Regions from separate parts of the Mus musculus genome. Here regions 2 and 3 are each linked to region 1. A link is a contact called in public HiChIP or PLAC-seq and Micro-C data. All regions are on one chromosome and are shown on one strand. Each heading gives the region's core, a stretch centred on a gene start, on an enhancer-like site or on the middle of the called end of the contact. The rest is flanking DNA. Distances are from core to core; before and after follow the strand shown.

Evidence for each region. A called contact is a pair of places that touch in the nucleus more often than the background predicts. HiChIP or PLAC-seq counts read pairs in DNA pulled down with a chosen protein or histone mark.
Region 2: a contact with region 1 is called in a Micro-C map of embryonic stem cells, with 2.0 times the contacts expected there. The contact joins the promoter of A930006K02Rik here to the promoter of Olig2 in region 1. A contact is called at or near these places in 8 of 484 Hi-C or Micro-C datasets (the HL-1 cell line, embryonic stem cells, granulocyte-monocyte progenitors and 1 more) and 1 of 9 other capture datasets (embryonic stem cells).
Region 3: an H3K4me3 HiChIP or PLAC-seq map of embryonic stem cells shows a contact between it and region 1, with 20 read pairs. The contact joins the promoter of Ifnar2 here to the promoter of Olig2 in region 1. A contact is called at or near these places in 3 of 39 promoter capture datasets (all in embryonic stem cells), 1 of 484 Hi-C or Micro-C datasets (embryonic stem cells) and 11 of 115 datasets of contacts at active chromatin or transcription factors (the SCID.adh cell line, acute myeloid leukemia, embryonic stem cells and 1 more).

The regions. Positions count from the first base shown.
Region 1 is chr16:91,223,122-91,227,251 of GRCm38.p6, forward strand. Olig2 (oligodendrocyte transcription factor 2) reads left to right here and starts at 2,429. Exons shown (of 2, transcript NM_016967.2): 1 at 2,429-2,532; 2 at 3,224-4,130. The coding sequence starts at 3,279.
Region 2 is chr16:91,462,934-91,467,063 of GRCm38.p6, forward strand. A930006K02Rik (RIKEN cDNA A930006K02 gene) reads left to right here and starts at 2,171. Exons shown (of 2, transcript NR_077219.1): 1 at 2,171-2,703.
Region 3 is chr16:91,371,019-91,375,148 of GRCm38.p6, forward strand. Ifnar2 (interferon (alpha and beta) receptor 2) reads left to right here and starts at 1,765. Exons shown (of 9, transcript NM_010509.2): 1 at 1,765-2,056. Gm36587 (a long non-coding RNA gene) reads right to left here. Exons shown (of 4, transcript XR_876244.2): 1 at 2,572-4,130.

The DNA of each region.
Region 1 (4,130 bases), core at 1,179-3,678:
AGAGAAGGCAGCTGAGAGGAGAAGGAGACAGTTGGGAGCTGCCCGTCAAAGCTTCCGACTTAGAGAGTGAGGACCACCAGATGCCTGGAACTGCTGGGACAAGCTAGTTAGCTAACCAGGCTGCTACGCTAGCCACAGGGCTAGGGGAAGTGGAAAGGCTGGGGGTGGGGGTGGGGGACGCAGAGCCAGCTAGCGCTGCGCTCTTGCCTTCCGGCTCCTTTTCCAGGCTCGCCGCTGTAGAAAGGTTTCCCCAACTTTCGTCCGGGTCTCCAACTCCAGCTACTGGACCAAGTGTACAGAATGTCAGGCAGTTCTCCCGCAGACTTCCGGACGCAGAAGAGACAAACCAGTAGAACGCAACAAAAGAAGGAACCTGGGCGCTCGGATGCTCCGGGCAGTCACACTAGCCTGGGTGGCTGCAACCTATCTCCCGCATATTGTACCGCCTGAGGTTTGTTAGGGACTTTGGAGATCCACATCCCAGCTGGTGGCCCCACAGAGCTCACCCCCACGTACGCCCTCTCTGCGGTTTGCCAACGAAGGCCCAAGAGTGGTCCTCACATGCCCAAGCTCCTAATCCCCACCACAAGCCCCGTGTGACAGATTCTGCTAATTGAACGGTTATGGGTCATCCTCATAACCGTTGGGCGACATTATCACCACGCTTCAATTCTTCATGTTTTAAATACATATTTAACGGATGGCTGCAGAGCCAGCTGGGAAACACGCGGGTCGGAAAACAATGCTTCAGAAGGCACGAGATGAGGGGCAAACGCGCCAGCCCACTGACACTCGAGGGTGGACCCCAGGGGGGGGGGCGGGGGAGAACTTAGCACGAAATGAGGAGCAATCGCCTGAGTTTTCATGCCTGTTCTGACTTTGCTACAAGAAGACCAATTACTGTTTGTCTGCTTGCTTGTTAAAACTACATATGCGAATTCAAATACCAAGCAATGAGAAGTAACGAGAAAAGACCGTTAAAACTCCGTGAGAAGGAATTGGCGCTTATGTTTGGGGGGTGGAGGAGAGGTAGCACCCGAGATCTGTAAAAAATAAATATCCCAACAAACAAACAAAACGCATTTGAGCTGGAAATGTCCGGATGTGAGAAACAGTTGGGGGTGGGGATACAACCTACTGCCCCCATGCTTGGGCACTGCCAATTGCTCGCATCCATCCACGGTAGGCAGGGTCACCTGTATGGGCCTGGCCGTATTTTCTCCTGGAGGCTTGCTGAAATCAATTCCTAGGTTTTCACTTCCATAAAATGGGTGAGTGTATAGTTATCTCTAGACTTCCCCAGGCAATTCACCCAGATCCAGTTTCTCAGCTTTGTATGTGTGTGTGTGTGTGTGTGTGTGTGTGTGTGTGTGTGAGAGAGAGAGAGAGAGAGAGAGAGAGAGAGAGAGAGAGAGAGAGGCTGCTACCTATAAAAGACGTCCCAAGGCAGCTAGGAGTGTGTTTCAAGTATCAACTCCCATCCACAGCGGAGAGCCTCCGATAATTCTTTGCAAATAATGTTGCCTCTACTCCAAGGCTTGGGCACCAAGATGTTGGAAGTTCAGTGGCTGGGTTTCCCTGAAAATGAATGAGGTGGAAGTCGTTAACCATCGATGCGTTGGCGCTTTGACTGTATTGAAAATAGCTCTCCGGAGCTTCTACACAATCTAAACTTTATAATGAATTGCGATTTCTTCCCAGAGTGCTAAGAACCTTTCTCTGCTTCCTTGCCCGCCCCGTGCTCTCCAAGGCCATGCCCCCACCTGGGGGCGCTACCGCCTGTCCCCAAAGCTGCAGCAACTGCCACTAAGTAGAAAGGAGCTAAGGGAGTGGGGGCCTTCTGCGCCGCTAGTGTTTTCTTATGCAACCACAAATGGTCACAGTTTGATGAAAATCACTCGATAGGTCGGCAGCGGGAAACAGGAGGAGGCGGGAGGGCTAGCAAAAACTCCAGGTGTGGCAAGCAACCTCGGTGTTCATTCTCAGCCATAGAACTGGTTGGCCATCGGACGAGTTTGCAGATTCCCCGTCTCACTCCGTACCCTGGCCTGACGCTACAGTGACAATATTTATATTGAAAGTTGCAGGCGTTCCCTCTCTGCCAGGGTCCCCAGACTTCTTTAGCAGCCCCGCTAGCCCACCCGCTTCTTCAGCTCGCCCTTTCCTCTCCCTGCCCAGGTCCCTCCTCCCATCCCTCCTCGCGAATCTCTCTACCGCGGGCGCCCATTGGCTGTGTGCTGAGAGGAGGCGTGTGCCGGGCCCGGCGGGTTTCATTGAGCGGAATTAGCCGGGTGACATCAGCTTCGCAGCCCCTCGGGCCGGCCCAGCTCATTGGCGCCTCTGCCCCTCCAGGAAAAGCACATTGTTCCCGCCCCCCGCCCGGACCACCGCCACCGCCGTCGCTGCTGCCTCCACCCAGCTATAAAAACCAGCGGAACCCCGAAAGGTGTGGATGCTTATTACAGACCGAGCCAACACCAGCGCCCAGAGCCAGGTTCTCCTCCGCAGCGAGCACCTCAAATCTAATTCACAGTAAGTGTCCCCGCCCCTTAACTGCTCCAGCCTAAACCCCGAAGACCGACTTCTCCAAAGTGGCTAGGATTTAGGATGCACCCTACAGTGCTGGCCTACTGGCCGAGATCCCGCCCCAATAGGTACTAATGACTGCCTGGGTGTCTACACTCACCGCAGCATCCCAGGCTCCAATAACTCCTGTTGCGAGTCCGCAAGCTAGCCGCGCGGTCGTAGAACCAGCGCTTAGAAAGTGAATCCAATGCGGGCTGCCAGTGCGTGTGTTCACGCTTGCCGGCGTTTGCTGCGTGTGTAGATGGCGTTAAAGGCAGATGCGTCTGAGCACCAGATAGAAAATACTTCTCTATTCAGATCTCCGGTCCAGAGAAAAGTCCTCATTTATTCCAGGCCGGACTGAAGAAATAAAACCTCTAGAATGTCCCTCATTGAGGGCCACCCAGAAGTCCCTGAAATAAAGTAACCGGTGGATGAGTGGGGAGGAGAGAGATTAGGATAACTTGCATGCCCCGGGCTGCTAGAAGGCCAGACTGCCGCGGCGTAGATGCCAACCACCTTTGCGGGTTCCTGGAGCTGCCGTGCAGGCGGGGACGGCGATTGTCTCACTTCTTTCTCCACACCCTGTGTGTCTGTCTGTCTGTCTCTGTGTATGTGTGTGTCTGTGTCTGTGTATCTGTCTGGTTCTCTCCTCAAGTTCGGAAGGTTGAAAAAAGAAGGATCATTCGAGAGCTTAGATCATCCCTGGGGCCATGGACTCGGACGCCAGCCTGGTGTCTAGTCGCCCATCGTCCCCAGAACCCGATGATCTTTTTCTGCCCGCCCGGAGCAAGGGGGGAAGCAGCAGCGGCTTCACAGGAGGGACTGTGTCCTCGTCCACGCCGAGCGACTGCCCGCCAGAGCTGAGCTCCGAGCTACGAGGGGCCATGGGCGCGTCAGGCGCGCATCCCGGGGACAAACTGGGCGGCGGTGGCTTCAAGTCATCTTCCTCCAGCACCTCCTCGTCCACGTCCTCGGCGGCCACGTCTTCCACCAAGAAAGACAAGAAGCAGATGACTGAGCCCGAGCTGCAGCAGCTGCGCCTGAAGATCAACAGCCGCGAACGCAAGCGCATGCACGACCTCAACATCGCCATGGACGGCCTGCGGGAGGTCATGCCTTACGCGCACGGGCCGTCGGTGCGCAAGCTCTCCAAGATCGCCACGCTGCTGCTGGCGCGAAACTACATCCTCATGCTCACCAACTCGCTGGAGGAGATGAAGCGACTGGTGAGCGAGATCTACGGGGGTCACCACGCCGGCTTCCACCCATCGGCCTGTGGCGGGCTGGCACACTCGGCGCCTCTACCCACCGCCACGGCGCACCCCGCGGCCGCCGCGCACGCCGCGCACCACCCGGCCGTGCACCACCCCATCCTCCCTCCCGCAGCCGCCGCCGCCGCCGCAGCCGCCGCCGCCGCAGCGGTGTCCAGCGCCTCTCTACCGGGCTCCGGGCTGTCCTCGGTCGGATCCATCCGGCCTCCGCACGGCCTGCTCAAGTCACCGTCGGCAGCCGCAGCCGCCCCTCTCGGAGGCGGGGGTGGAGGCAGCGGTGGCAGCGGTGGC
Region 2 (4,130 bases), core at 921-3,420, 240 kb after region 1:
CCTCCTGGCTCTCCTCACATGACTGCTTCAGTTTGCCCCTCTGTCCACTCTGGACTCTTCCAGATGTCTCTGACTCTGGCTATGTCTCCCTTGTCTAGAATAAGAACCTCAACCCCGCCAGGCAGTGGTGGGGCATGCCTTTAATCCCAGCACTTGGGAGGCAGAGGCAGGCACATTTCTGAGTTTGAGGTCAGCCTGGTCTACAGAGTGAGTTCTAGGACATCCAGGGCTACACAGAGAAACCCTATCTTGAAAAACCAGAAGAAGTAAAGAAGAAGAAGAGAAGAAGAGGAAGGAGGAGGAGGAGGAGAAAGAAGAAGAAAGAAGGAGGAGGAGAAAGAAGAAGAAAGAAGAAAGAAGAAAGAAGGAGGAGGAGGAGAAAGAAGAAGAAAGAAGAAAGAAGGAGGAGGAGGGAAAGGGGAAGGAGAAGGAGAAGGAGAAGGAGAAGGAGAAGGAGAAGGAGAAGGAGAAGGAGAAGAAGAAGAAGAAGAAGAAGAAGAAGAAGAAGAAGAAGAAGAAGAAGAAGAAGAAGAAGAAGAGGAAGAAGAAGAAGCTGGACCCCTTCTTTTTTTCCTTTATTTATTGTCCACATCCTGCTCTCGGTGTCAGGATACCCTGTGGCTGACAGTGTGCAGGCCTTGTGTGTGCTGCCACAGTCTCTGAGTTCACTTGTCTATCAGTCCTGCTCTATCTGGAAAACACTACCTCCTTCAGTCCTCTGTCACCTCTGACGCTTGTATCTTTCTGCCTCCTTTTTGGCCTAGACTCTTGTGCCTTGGTGGGGAGGGATTTGGTGGAGACATCACATTTAAGACCTTAAGCTCTAAAGTCTCACTCTCTTCATATTGTTTAGCTATAGATCCCTGTATCAGTTGTTCTAACTCAGAGGTTCTCAACCTTCCTGATGCTGTGACCCTTAAATACAGCTCTTCATGTTGTGGTGACCCCCCAACCATAAAACTTTCATTGCTACTCCATAACTGCAATTTTGCTACACTTATAAATTGTAATGTAAATACCTCTTTTCAGATGGTCTTAGGTAACCTTTGAATAAGGATCTCCAGCCAAAAGTTGAGAAACACTGTTCCAACGAGTTTGCAAGAACTCTTGGACAGTGGGAAATAGAAACTTTAACAACCTTAAGTATGTGTCACTGGTAAGGTTCTTCCCAATGACTTAGTAGCCACGACCAAAAACTGTTGGATCCACAGATCTTTAGGACTTGTTCATTTCATGAGTCAAACAGTCGTGGGGGTTGATTCTTTCGTTTTTGTCATTCAAGGAGCTTGGGTTTGAGCCTCTTTGTCTTGTTTTAACAACAGTTGTCATAGCTGCAATAATAACCCTAAGAAGATCTGAAGAGAGAGAGGGAGAGAGAGAGATTGATTCTCTGGCAGCCCAGGCTGGCTCTCCACTCCCAATATAATGGGGGCACCCTGCTAACTACCTGCTGAGGTTACAAACATGTGTTACCATGCCCGATTCAATTATTTCATTTTTGCTGCCACGGGGTATTGAACCCAGGATCCCATGCATGCTTGTCCAGAAGCTGCCGATGTCCTCATCCATCATCTTTAAATTTTATTTCCATAGCGTAGTCTTGAGGTATGTAAGTAAATAACCTTCTCAAACGCAGGCTCGAACTCTTTACGAATAGGTGTCAGGGAACCATAATCTCAGACCACCCCAGCCCCTAGGATGTCACCTCTCCGCACACTGGAAATTACCTGCCTCTCTGATACCACCGAGGGTGCCCGGCACCCGTGGGTTCCCACACTAGGTTCCAAGAGAGCCCTTGAGGAACGAGCCATAGCTCACACACACACACAAAACCAAGAAACGAAAGCGCTCAGTGCAGGAACTCTGAGCAGGCGCTCTAGCAGCAAACTGAGTTCGCCTCTGCTGTTGGAACAATTAACGGTGGGCTTCCGGAAGTGGGGAGGGTCATGACCTGTCAGGAAACGGAAATTAAGAGGACAGTGACTGCATACTACAGGGCCTTTGCAGAGGGGGCGGAGCTTTCATCGAGGGGTGGGGCCTGAGCGGAGGGCGGGACGGGGGCGGAGCAAATAGATGGGGTGTTCCCGAAGGGCAGAGCCCGGGCTGGAGGGTGTTGCTAGGAGGGCTGCAATGGGCCAAGGATTTTTTTTGGCGCGTCACTTGAAGTGACAGAAGACGTAAGAGGTAGGGCTGTCGTAGGCTCGGCGTCTCTGGTGCTGCTGGCCCAGGCACCTCGGGTTCTGCCCGTAGCCTTAGGTGAGCGAAGGCCGAGCAACGGGGAGTAATTGCTGGGCGCAGGTAGCTTGAGTCCAGCGCTCTCACCCCGACGCCCGCCCAATGGCTCTGCTCCAGCCTGGGATTCTGACCCGGGCCCGAGCCTGGGATGGCTGGTGGGTGGGAGACCAGAGAGCAGCAGAAATGTGCTTTCCAGCCCTAGTGCGGTTTGTCCCGGGTTAACGGAGGAGTGAGATGAGAGTATCACTCCTAACAGTCGAGCAGGCTAACAAAACAATAACAAATAAGCCAGGGAACCACTGGGCTAATTACATCGGGAGAATGGCGACTGCTCTAAGGGTGAGAGACAAGAGAGATCTCTTCATAGTGATGAAAACAAACAAACAAACAACAACAATAAAACCAAAAAAGACAGCCCGGCATCCCAGCCAGAACTCCTGGAGATAAGTTCCGACTCCTCTCAGGGAGGTAAGTGATGCCCCAGGTCTCACCCTGAAGATGGCACACGGTGGAATTCATGCTAGCAGCGTGACACAGCCCAGGGGGTTGCTTTGGAACCTTTGTTCTTGGAAAGTTTTATGTTCAGCTCAGGGTGAAAAGAGTTTTATGTCTATGTTCATGTAAAATTAACAATTGAGCAGGGTGTACATTGAGAAATTAATTTTCAGGAGCTAAAGAGACGGCTCACTGGTGCTGCTGCTCTTTCAGAGGACTGCTGTTGGCGTCGTGGCTAACTCTAGGGCAGTGTTTCCCAGCCTTCCTAATGCTGCAGCCCTTTAATACAGTCCCTCGTGCTGCGGTGAGGCTCAACCATAGAATTATTTTGCTGCTACTTCATAACTGTAATTTTGCTACTGTTATGAATCATAACAGGCAACCCATGTGAAAGGGATGGAGACCCACACAGGCTGAGAACCCGTGCTCTACAGCCTCTTAATTCCATCTCCAGGAAAATCTGATCTTCTGACCTCTGCACGTATATATACTTACACACACACACACACACACACACACACACACGCATAATTAAAAACAAAAATGACTCAAAATGTGGTGGCACCCGCCTGCAATCCAACACTGAGGTAATTGAGGAAAGCGGCTCAGGAGCACCATACCCTGTGCTGGGTGATGTGAGCTTGTCTCCTGGAACTACATTAAAGATGCTGAAGTGGATGGCCAGGTGGCGCGTCTGATAGGATCTTGATTATACCAGTCATTGAGTGTATGAACTAATTTAACGTTCAGCCAGTTAACAGTTATGCCAGTCATTAAGTGTATAAACTAAGTTAACTTTCAGCCAGTTAACAATTACACCAGTCATTAAGTGTGTAAACTCATTTAACTTTCAGCCAGTTAACGATTACACCAGTCATTAAAAGCGTAAACTAGTTAAACTTTTAGCTCTCTGTTCAGCTACTATCCATTTTACAGGAGTGGAAGCTGCAGCACTGAAAGACGAAGTCGCCTACTCACACTGTACAGCCAGTTTCTGGCTTAGCAGAAGAATGTCCTTCCTTCAGAGTCAGTCCAGAGGAGAGAGCGTTGTTGCTTAGCAACTGTTGGGCTGTTGGTGTTGTTTTGTGCCCTAGTGTTTGTGCCTGCGTGTTTTCCTGTGCAGCTGTATACATTGCTTTGCACCCGGATGTGGGGGTCAGAGGTCAGGCGTCTTCCTCCATTGTTCTACATCTTATTTATTTTGAGACAGAGTCCCTAACTGAACCTGGAGCTGATTAATTCAGCTGAACTGGTTGTCCAGTGAATGCCAGGTATCCTCCTGTCTCCATCTCCTCAGCCTGGGGCTTGTGGGTACATGACTATGCCTGGCTAAGGAAGTGACTCCTCAGACTTCTGTACACACTTTACTGACTGAGCCATTTTCCCAGACTTGCTTGTGT
Region 3 (4,130 bases), core at 515-3,014, 150 kb after region 1:
ATCTCCTCCTCTACTTTCATGCCTTCTGTCTACTTCCATTGCTTATATGTAAATTTGCATATATTTAAGTCCACACTCCACATATGACAGAAACAGACCAATATTATTGAGCTGAGTTTGGTATATTTTGCTGAACATAATGATTTCCAATCCCACACGTTTTCTGAAATATTTCTATTTTTAATGTGCATGTGTATATAAAAGGGGGCATGCAGACCACAGTTTTGTATCATCTTTACCCCACTTGCTCGGGGCTACTTCTACAACTTCTTTGAAACTGTGGCTGAAACTATTTCAGCACTGAACGGCTTTTGTAGAGAACCAGGATCCCAGATAAGAGCCTTTCAAATTCATGAGACTGGTAGGAATTCTGCCAGTGTGACATAAGTGGTGGAAACCTCTTCAGGTCAGCCCAGAAAGAGAGACTCAGCAACTGTCAGTCCTGGTAGATGAAACTGTTCTCTTAAACTGCATATGGTGGCTCTGGAATGGTGATTCTAGCATTTGGTGGGTAGGGCGGGGAGATCTTAAGTTTCAGGCCAGCTGGACACACAAAGAGATCTTGTCTTTAAAGAGGGGGAAAACACATACACACGCTTTTTAACGGAAAGAAAATCCCTTTACATAAACTGTGAACTACCTCCCCTTCTCTTCCCTCGGAGATCTGAAAGTGAGAATCCAGGCCCAGGTAGGCATCATTGCCACGCCTCCTCTTACAGACTTCCATTAGCATTTCCACCTTGGAACTTCCACCTTCATACTTAGACTGTGCATACGCTACAGAAAGCTCCCGCGTATTCCATTTCGGAAGACAAGGGATGTCAGTTCCTAAGTAGGTATGGAAAGATTGTTTCTCCTTACTCTAAAATCGTTTGGTCTTTAGCCGGGCGTGGTGGCGCACGCCTTTAATCCCAGCACTCGGGAGGCAGAGGCAGGCGGATTTCTGAGTTTTAGGCCAGCCTGGTCTACAGAGTGAGTTCCAGGACAGCCAGGGCTACACAGAGAAACCCTGTCTTGAAAAACCAAAAAAAGGGGCTGGTGAGATGGCTCAGTGGGTAAGAGCACCCGATTGCTCTTCCGAAGGTCCAGAGTTCAAATCCCAGCAACCACATGGTGGCTCACAACCACCCGTAACGAGATCTGACTCCCTCTTCTGGAGTGTCTGACTTACATATAATAATAAATAAATCCTTAAAAAAAAAAATCGTTTGGTCTTGAGAGAGGGCCCTGGGGAATAGTAAGCAAAGACCCAAGAAGAAGCAGGCAATGAGTTATGGTATTTATAATTTTTGTTTGTGTCCTGTGTGGAAAATTATAATCAGAGGAGCTTAAAAACAAGTAAGCACAAGATGAGAGAGGGAGAGAAGAGGGAGGACTGGGAGGGGAGGGGAAGAGAGGGAAGCATGATTGACAAGCGTTCTGACACTCAGTTCTGCCCAGACCCCTCTTCCTTTGTATTTTGAGTCAGGGTGTCCCTACATTGCCCAGGCTGGCCTTAATTTTGCTCTGTATCAGATAGGTATTGAATTCGAGATCCTCCTGCCAAGGCCTTCCTGGAAGAAGAGAGTACACACCCGCATCACTAGGCCAGGCACCCAACCCATTCGTATCCAGTTAGTTCTAGGGATCAGGCACTACCTAGTCCTCCAAGGAGGCAGCGATAAACACAACAACCCCGATCCGTTAACTCTGGCTCCCTGGACTGTACTTGAAGTGGGTGGGGTCGTAATGGATGCGAAAGTGCCCATTTGTCGCCGGCTCCGCCCGGGCCCCGCCTCTCGCCTCGTTCTCTGTTCACCGCTAACCCCGCGGCTGGGAACCCTTGGCCTCCGGGAGCCTGCGTGGTCTAGCCCTAGACCAGGGGAAACCAGGCTGCCAGCGGAGACTCTTCGGGTCGCGGGGCACCGGCCATCCCGCCGCCGTCCCTTTCGCCTGGCTCGGCTCCCGCCTGCCTCCACTGCTCGCCAGCCGCGCGCAGCTGCGCCTGATGCCCAGAGCAGCTCGGAGGTGGCCCCAGGACATCCCAGAGGGGGATTCACGAGACCCGGCGATTCAGGTACTGTACTGCGGGCATTACGGGGACATGAATGGGTGTCGCTCGCCTCGCGGACAGTAGGACTGGGCCGCCTCCCCGCTGCCAGTTCCCGGAATCCCCTTTTCAATTCTCCTCTTCGGGACTCCGCCTCTTCCTGCCTTTCTTCCGTGGAGAGTCTGAGGATTCTAGCTCCCCCGACCCACAAGCTGCGTATGGGGGGCCCTCGTGGCCCCCGCATGGGCGCCTTCCTTTCACCGTTCCTTTGGTGAACTCTGGGTTTTTGTGGGCTCTCTGCCTTCACTCCACCAGCGTCGCCTCACCGAGGGTGCATGGGGCACCTTAGCCCGAGCCATTGCCAGATCCTAGGGGGTCCACATTCCTTAGGATCCACTACGCCTTGCCAAGCTAGTTATCATCTCCAGCCTCTGGGTCCTGTTCTGCGTCCTGACACCCCTCCCCCTACACACACACACACACACACACACACACACACACACACACACACACACACACACACTGCGCGCCCTGAAACCTACCTAAGGTCCCAGGATCGTTTGTTCAAGCTCCTACGAGGTCACTGAAGGGGTTGTGGCCCGCAGAAGATGGGCAGGGATGGGATACAGGAAAGGCACTGAGTTTATTGGTAGCTTGCATTTCTATTCCAAGCCAGCCAATAGTGCATGCGGTAAACCGTTGGCCCCATTGACCCATTTATTTGGTTAACATGGCTCTACTGGAAAACTTTGACAACCTATGAACTTTTGTGTTTTAATGTTTGTTTTATGTCCCTGTTTTGTGTGACAGGAGATCTTAGGAAATAGCCCAAGTGTCATCTAAGAAAGGTGCTAAGATTGGGACCAGAGACTGAGTTTGCCCTACTGTCCCCTGTCCCTTGCCTGTCAGTCCTTCTGTGCAGCCTTGGGAGAGTAATGAGGTGGGGTCTGGTACTGGGGTAACAGAGGTCACACCAAATATGGCTTCATCGACTTCACCAACACACTAGCAATTTGGGGATCGTTAATGAGGTTCATCAGTGTGGCGCAGGAAGTGACTGTTGTTCAAAAGTGGCTTTTCAAATTTAAATCATAAAAAGAAAAACCCGGATGTGACTATTCTAAAGTTTTTTCCCCTGTATTTATTTGAACATTTAAAGAGAGCTGAAGTTGTAGTGCCCCTTCCTCGTAGTCTTGGATTTCCTGGCTTGGATTCTCAGGGCTGCAAGTTTTAGTTAAGTAGTTAATGTTGAGTTAAAGAGCTCTCTGAGGTTTGGTTTGAGTTACTCAACAATGTGTCTAAAATAAATCTAGGAAGACCATAGCCTAAGAGGTACTGTTTTAGAAGTGAAACTACTTTTTGTTGTTGTTGGGTTGGTGGTGGTAGTGGTGCAACCATATCAGATAAATGATAACAGTCGGCTGCGGAGCTACAGCCCCAGACCAGACGTAAAACATGCATACCTCCATCTACTGAGTAACCTGTAATCTCACTTAAAACTCAAGGGACTGAGGTGAAAGGATGTTGTGTTAGAGGCAGGAGTAAGCTGCTTGGTGAGATCTTATCTCAAACAAAGAAAAGAAAAAAAAATTAGACCACTCCCAAATTCCCAAATGAATATTCTACTACTCCTACCTGTCCACACCAAGCCTCAGTAGACTGATTTTCCTGTTACATCTCTAGACATTCACACTGTTGAAGATTCAGTGATACAAATATATTCTCTGATTACTGGCCTTCATATTTTAATCTAACCTGTCACCCAAATTAAAATGCACTGACCTTAAGAAGTTCTTGAAAACGGGCAACCAAGTGAGAAGAGTTGTTCATGCTGCCATTTCTGGTTCCAGAAACGTCTAAAGTGTATTCTATCATTCATGAAATCAGAGGTGCTGGCACAGAGCCTGTGTTTTGCCCACCCTTCTCAAGTATAGCCATCATGACTGCAGGCTGAGCCAGGGTCCATACTGATCATGTATGACCTGTTTTTATGCCACTAACCCCCCACTCCACCCCCCAAAACAGTGTGTAGTGGTTTGAATGAGATAGACCATCATTGGCTCGTTAGTTCACGATTAGTACTCAGTTGATGAGCTGTCAG